2 separate regions of the Sus scrofa genome follow, and region 2 is linked to region 1. A link is a contact called in public HiChIP or PLAC-seq data. All regions are on one chromosome and are shown on one strand. The core of a region is the stretch at or near the end of the contact, and the rest is flanking DNA. Distances in the headings are between cores, read along the strand shown. Region 1 holds the start of CTDSPL2 (CTD small phosphatase-like protein 2). Region 2 holds the start of CASC4 (protein CASC4).

Region 1 (2,865 bases), core at 226-2,725:
AAGCTACCAATTTGTATATCTACGTTGGGCAATAATCTTGGTATTACTGCTTTATTAGCATTAGAGAGATAAATCCCTGCCTTGGAGGAACATCTACTAAGTACATGTCATTTCAGAATCTTAGTGCAGTTTACGGGCAGTGTCTCTGTAGGTTTCCCTAAGGTACTCTTAAGGGCTTACCATCATTCAAACATCCAGCTACCGCTAGGGTGAGAAGTAAATAAACACAATTTACTTATGCAATATATTTACCCCGGAATTATAGTCAAGAATGCAAAAGTAAGCACCCATACAGGCATTTAACACCCAAAGAAAGCGTAGAATACTACGGACGATGAGATTCACCCTTAATCGACCACTATAGAAACCAGAGGCCTTCCACATGAGCTGTTCTTTACCAGCACTCTTGATTGAAAAAGTAACAATGTCAACTCAATATTTTAACAGCACAAAAGACAAACAGAACTCAGTGAAATCTTTTCTTCCAGATCCTTAAAAGGTGCTTATAAAAACTAAGAGAGAGCAACGCCCCCCTAAAAACACCTTACTAGAAAAAAAGAAATACCCAAAACATCAGGTGGGTCAGGGTTAGAAAAGCTGATCTAACCCAATTACCCGGAGGGACCACAAGGTTTGGAACTAGGGACGTGAGATCGGGGTGGGGGTGGGTAGGAAAGTGAAATCTAACCCCAGAAATCACAACACAGGCCGCAGCCTGAGAGCTGAAGCTGGCGGGAAGTGAGCTCTCTTTCTGTTCCCAGGGGAAAGTCCAGAGAAGAGAGGCTCCACACAGCGGACGTACGAGGCGCCAACAGTGCCTGCCTACTAAGGCGCCGGAGCCGCTGGAGAACCAGGTTGAGAAGGGGAGGAGATCCCGGCAGACGGCCCTGGGAAGAGGAGGAGGACTAAGGTTGGAAGCCGCGGCAGCGTCTGGACGAGGGGAATTACCTAACTGTGACGACAGAGAAGTGTCCTCAGGCTCCGGCGATGGTCCCGACTGCGCAATGTGCGGTGTCTTTCCCCCTTAGCCCGCAGCAGCAACAGAACCAGCTCCTTCAGCCAGTCGCCATTTCCCGCCTACCGACCTGCTGCACCGCACGGACAGGGACCCGGATGGAAAGCGGCCTCTCCGCGCAGGCGCCTTGACTTCCTCCTCCCCCTCCCGCCACAATTCCGAGAGGTGGGAGGGAAGGAATGCAGGCAGCCACGGCGTAGCGGGCGGGGGGAGCCAAAAAAACAACTTTACTTCCGTGAAGAGCGTTAGAGTTCCCGCCGGCGGAAGAAACTCGCGATCCCGAATTCCTGACAAAAACTGAACAAAGGACCTTGGTACCAAGTGGAGTAACAAGGAAAAAATCTAGCAGGCTACGCCAGTGCCTGGGGGATGTTTGTACTTTAGGGGCCTCCGTAGCTGGTTGTGGAGTGGTCGCAGGGGGAGTAGGGAATAAAGCGTTGGGAGTGGAGAGGCGGGGACCCGAAAGACGGTTTTTCCTCCCACTGCTAACGGAACTGCTTAGGCAGAGCGGGGAGGGGGTGCGCGCCCTAGCCCTGGAGGCGGGGCTTACGAACGCTGAGCGCAACCTGGCTGCTAGGGTTTAGTAACCCGGGTGCGCCAGGTGGGTGGAGCCGAGTGAGAAGGGGTGGTACTTAACGGCTTGGCGCGCTGGAGGAGGAGGTGGTGTGTAGAGAGCAATGCCCGAGGCCAGGTTAAGGCGAATTCTTGGTCTGTCCTGGCGTCCCGGTGGCACCTGAAGAGCCTTTTTCCAGCTCACTGCCTAGAAGGCACAGCAGTTGCTGTGGGTTGTATAAACCTACGCCACGCGTGTTGGCTGTGGTTGTGCTAAGTTAGATCGTAAAAACGAAGGAATTCATACCTGCAGGCCTGGGTCAAAGGACAGCCAACCTCACGCGGTGAAAATGAATCAGTCCCGAGCGTCCAGTGCTAGTGGAATGACAGAAAAGCAAGCATGGTGATTGGGAGAGCATTATCTATTAAAACTCCAGGCCACTCTCGTTATCCAATCAAGAAATATTTATTGAAAAACCACAATGTCTGAGGACCATACTAGATGAGAGGAATGTAACAGTGAACAAGGCAGACGGAAATACTGACTTCCCAGAGTCTGCAAATTGTTGAAGAAGGCAAAAAAACAATTTAAATACCGTGTGATAAAATGATTACAAGAAGGGGTTCTTCACACGCATTGAAAAAGCGCAAGGAAGGGTACCAGTGAGGAGGTCTGGAAACGTTTTAATGAAATGACATGTAAGTGAGATAGGAAGAGTTGATGTTACAAAGGAAGAGTTGATGTTACAAAGGAAGAGTTGATGTTACAAAGGAAGAGTGTCTAGACAAGGAAAAACGAGATGGAAAAGTCCAAAGAGGAGATTGCGTTGAGCATTTGGGGAAGTTGTTCTGTTCTTGGGATGGTGGAAAGAGATGAGGCTGAGGTAAGGACAGAACCTTGTGAATCTGGTTGTTGATGTTTCAAAGTGTGGAGCAGATGAGTTGTCTTCTGAAAGCCTTATATACTACAGATCTTGTGAGAACTCAGAATTCACTTGAGTCCTAAATCTTCCTGGTACAAGAATGCTCTGAATACAACATTTCTTGAGAGGCAGTAGTATACAGTATGTAAAACTGGAAATAGTTCACAAAATAATAGATTTCAGAAAAACTAATTGAAAATCAGAAGATAACTACTGATTGTCCAGTGTGTATCATGGAAAGCAAAAGCATATTAAATAATTACCCCCGATTACTGAAATAATTATTAAATGATTACTACAAGGAGTTGAAAACTTACGTCTACACAAGTGTTTATAGCAGCTTTATTCATAATTGCCAAAATTCAGAGCAACCAA
Region 2 (3,072 bases), core at 483-2,982, 110 kb after region 1:
TAATAATAACAGGAACACACAAAAAACAATGTGAAGATTACCAAGAAAGGGTCCAGAATGGAAGACATCTACTTATTCTACCTAAAAATTTTCACACTCTAGTATATCAACAGAAGTTGCATAGGACATAAGTTAATAATATAATAAACATATATAGTTATATATGTTAAGAAGTTAATATTATAATTCATAAGTTAATAACATAATTCCCAATACTCTGGTGAGAACAAAGACTATTCAGTACCGGGTCTAGTTCCAGTCTAGCTCTAAACTTTTTAAATTTAAACTTTGTATGGCTGTCCACCCAGTAAAACACCAACCCTAATAGCTACTTAAGCATACAAAATTTCATTTTTTTATTTCCTTTCAATATCAGTGAGGAAAATGACATAAGACTGTTGGCTTAGAACATATTTTTAGATTCTATCTTTTTGGCTAATTCATTAAGAATTCAAATTGTGTAGATAATTTTTGATTAAATATGTCCAAGTCACAAGTATGGCTCATATATGGTTCCAGAACCCATCCATCAGAACATTATCGTCACAAAAAAAGGCAGTAATAGCTGATCTTTAACTGCTTAATACAGAGCCCTATAGAGATAGTCGAAAAATATATGGTGACCATATATTTAAGTAATAATAAGTAGTTAGAGGAGGCCCCATTCTTTAAATAAAGAAATTGATAATGATCGGTGTGCACGGAATAAAAGATAAGGCAATAATACACCAAACCTAGCATTCTCCAGATCTGTCCATCTGTAAACGTAAGGCGGCCGGCCACATAGGCCAAATGTTTACAACTGCCAGCTCAGCAGCTGAGCTTGGAGAAAAGGCGGCATCCACACACAGGCCACTCTTGAGAACCAGAACTTAGAGCTAGTTTCGTCTGGAAGGGACCGGAAAATGTGGTGGTGATAAACTGGCTAAGGTCTAACAGAAATAGGGTTGTTAGCGGTAAGGGTAGCCTCCGAGGCTGCAATTCTGGAAGGCATAAGGCAACCGGGATCAGGCTAAACAACCCCACCACGAAGCTGAAAAAAATATATATATGGGAATTGAGGGGAGAGGACTGGTCCTTACCTTGTCATCCTCGCATCTTTTCCCGAGGCCCTCCCTGGCCTGCAGCCGGCTGCTGAGGCGGCCGTAGTCGGCCTCTTTCTGGTCAATCTGTTTCTTGTGCGAGTCCACCAAGAGCAGGAGGTCCGAATTGCGCTTCTCCAGGCGCCCGCGGGCTACCTCTGTGCGCTGGACCTGGCCCTGCAGCTCGGCCACTTCCTCCTGAAGCAGGACGTGGCGGGAGGAGATGCTCCAGTAGTTGAAGGCGAGGACAGCGATCACGACCAGCAGGACCACCAACACGAAGGAGGGCAGGCGGCCCGCCCGCCGGTTGGCCCCGAAACCGACCATGGAGCCGAAGCAGGCTGTGCCCGGGAGCCTCAGCGCCAACACCTGCAGGCAGAAGCTCAGGCCGCGGCTGCCGAGTTGCCTGGGGGACGCAGCCCCAGGGCCAGCTGAAGGAGGAGGCGGGCGGAATCGTCCGCCTGTAAGCCGGAGAAGGGGGCGGGGCCGCAAGCCGCTGGACCCTCCCCGCCCCCTCTCCTCAAATCCGGCCGACGCGCTTTCCCGAGGCTTTGAATTAGATTCTGCAACAGCTGGGCGGAACCGGAGAAGCAAGCCGCTGGCACCCGAGGTCCAACACCTCAGGGTTAGGAGGCGGGGAAAAGAGCCGGAAGGGGGTGGATTTAACTCGGGCCCCGCCCATTGTCTGAGTCCGGGTCGCCAAGGGGGCCATTTCCTAGTTTCCGCCAACACCCCCTCTTCTCGCGAGAAAGTGGGCTGCTCTCGATCTTCGCAGTCTTATCTCGCGAGGGTTATCCCTGTCAGGAAGAGTGTTGTATTTATTTTGGCGACTTGGGTTAGCTCGTGTACCTGAATCGGATCCCCTTCAGCTTTTACCTGCTCAATTCCCTTGCCCCGGGGTCTAGGAATGCCTATCCTGCTCTGTCCCTCGTGAGAGTTTTTTGTTTTTGAGGACATCTGAGGCAGCGACCGCTATGTAGGGAACACATAGGTGAGCTGCGGGCAGAAAGGGCGACTGGAAAGATTTTGTACTTGCTTCAGTAGATTTTCTCGCTTGTGCTAACAATGTGGAGGAAAAAATAACAACTAAAAAAAAAAATGCCATAAAATAGCGGTGCCCCGAACATTAAGGAGAAAAGCCAGAGAAACTAAGCTTTAGGACTAAAAGAGGGTGGTTCCAGCCCGCTTTCCAAGGTTACTGCCTCCACCAAGGGAAAGAATTCCAGAATTGTGTGAGCCCCTGTTCTTAAACTCACTGCTGCTTTTGCCTGGAGCTGGGCTTCCAAGTAGAAAGTCCAAAAGCTGCCCACAATGAATGATAACTTAACGCTGATACTGACAGCAAGCACGTTTTGGAGTTGATGTGATAGCTGTCTTACAAATTGTTTTTGCATGCTTAATCTCTTTATCTCTCAACAACACAGTTTTACAGATGAGGAATCCAACACACAAAAATATACCAGAAACTTTCTCAAAGTGCCATATCTTGTTTGAGACAAAACCAGTCTTGAGTCTGGTCACTGGTCTCTAACATCATTGCTGTTTGCATTACACCAGGCTGACTGCTGCTATATGTTCGCCATTAATTACAGTGATGCAGAAAAAGTAACCTCTTTTGCATATTTCTTGCATAAAAGTTTTAAAAGTTATTGATGCTATCCTGTTTAAGGAGAAAATGGAGTCCCTTTATTTTTCAGACCTCAGGATCAAGAACTTCCATAAGCATAAAACCCCCCAAACACAAAAACTTTGGTATTTTCATTTGAATCAGAGTGGTATGATGTTGAGGCAGGAAGATTTGTCATCTTTGAATAATTAGTATTCCCGTCCATTTCAAAAATAAAGTTACTTGCCTAATAGTCCTAGGGTAGCCTGGAAGAATTATTGCACCTTCAAAGAATGATGATTTCTCTCTCAGAGATACAGAAAAACACCACCAACATTATTAATATTTACTTCACATCAAACTTGAGCCCTTTGCTCTGGCATA

Evidence for each region. HiChIP or PLAC-seq counts read pairs in DNA pulled down with a chosen protein or histone mark.
Region 2: an H3K27ac HiChIP or PLAC-seq map of alveolar macrophages shows a contact between it and region 1. The contact joins the promoter of CASC4 here to the promoter of CTDSPL2 in region 1. A contact is called at or near these places in 2 of 5 promoter capture datasets (fetal liver and liver), 7 of 47 Hi-C or Micro-C datasets (alveolar macrophages, heart right ventricle, liver and 1 more) and 2 of 2 datasets of contacts at active chromatin or transcription factors (alveolar macrophages and skeletal muscle).

What each region holds. Positions count from the first base shown.
Region 1 is chr1:127,124,272-127,127,136 of Sscrofa11.1, forward strand. It overlaps CTDSPL2 (CTD small phosphatase-like protein 2), which reads right to left and starts at 1,476. Exons shown (of 13, transcript XM_021096524.1): 1 at 949-1,476.
Region 2 is chr1:127,236,756-127,239,827 of Sscrofa11.1, forward strand. CASC4 (protein CASC4) reads right to left here and starts at 1,733. Exons shown (of 10, transcript XM_021096541.1): 1 at 1,083-1,733. The coding sequence starts at 1,409.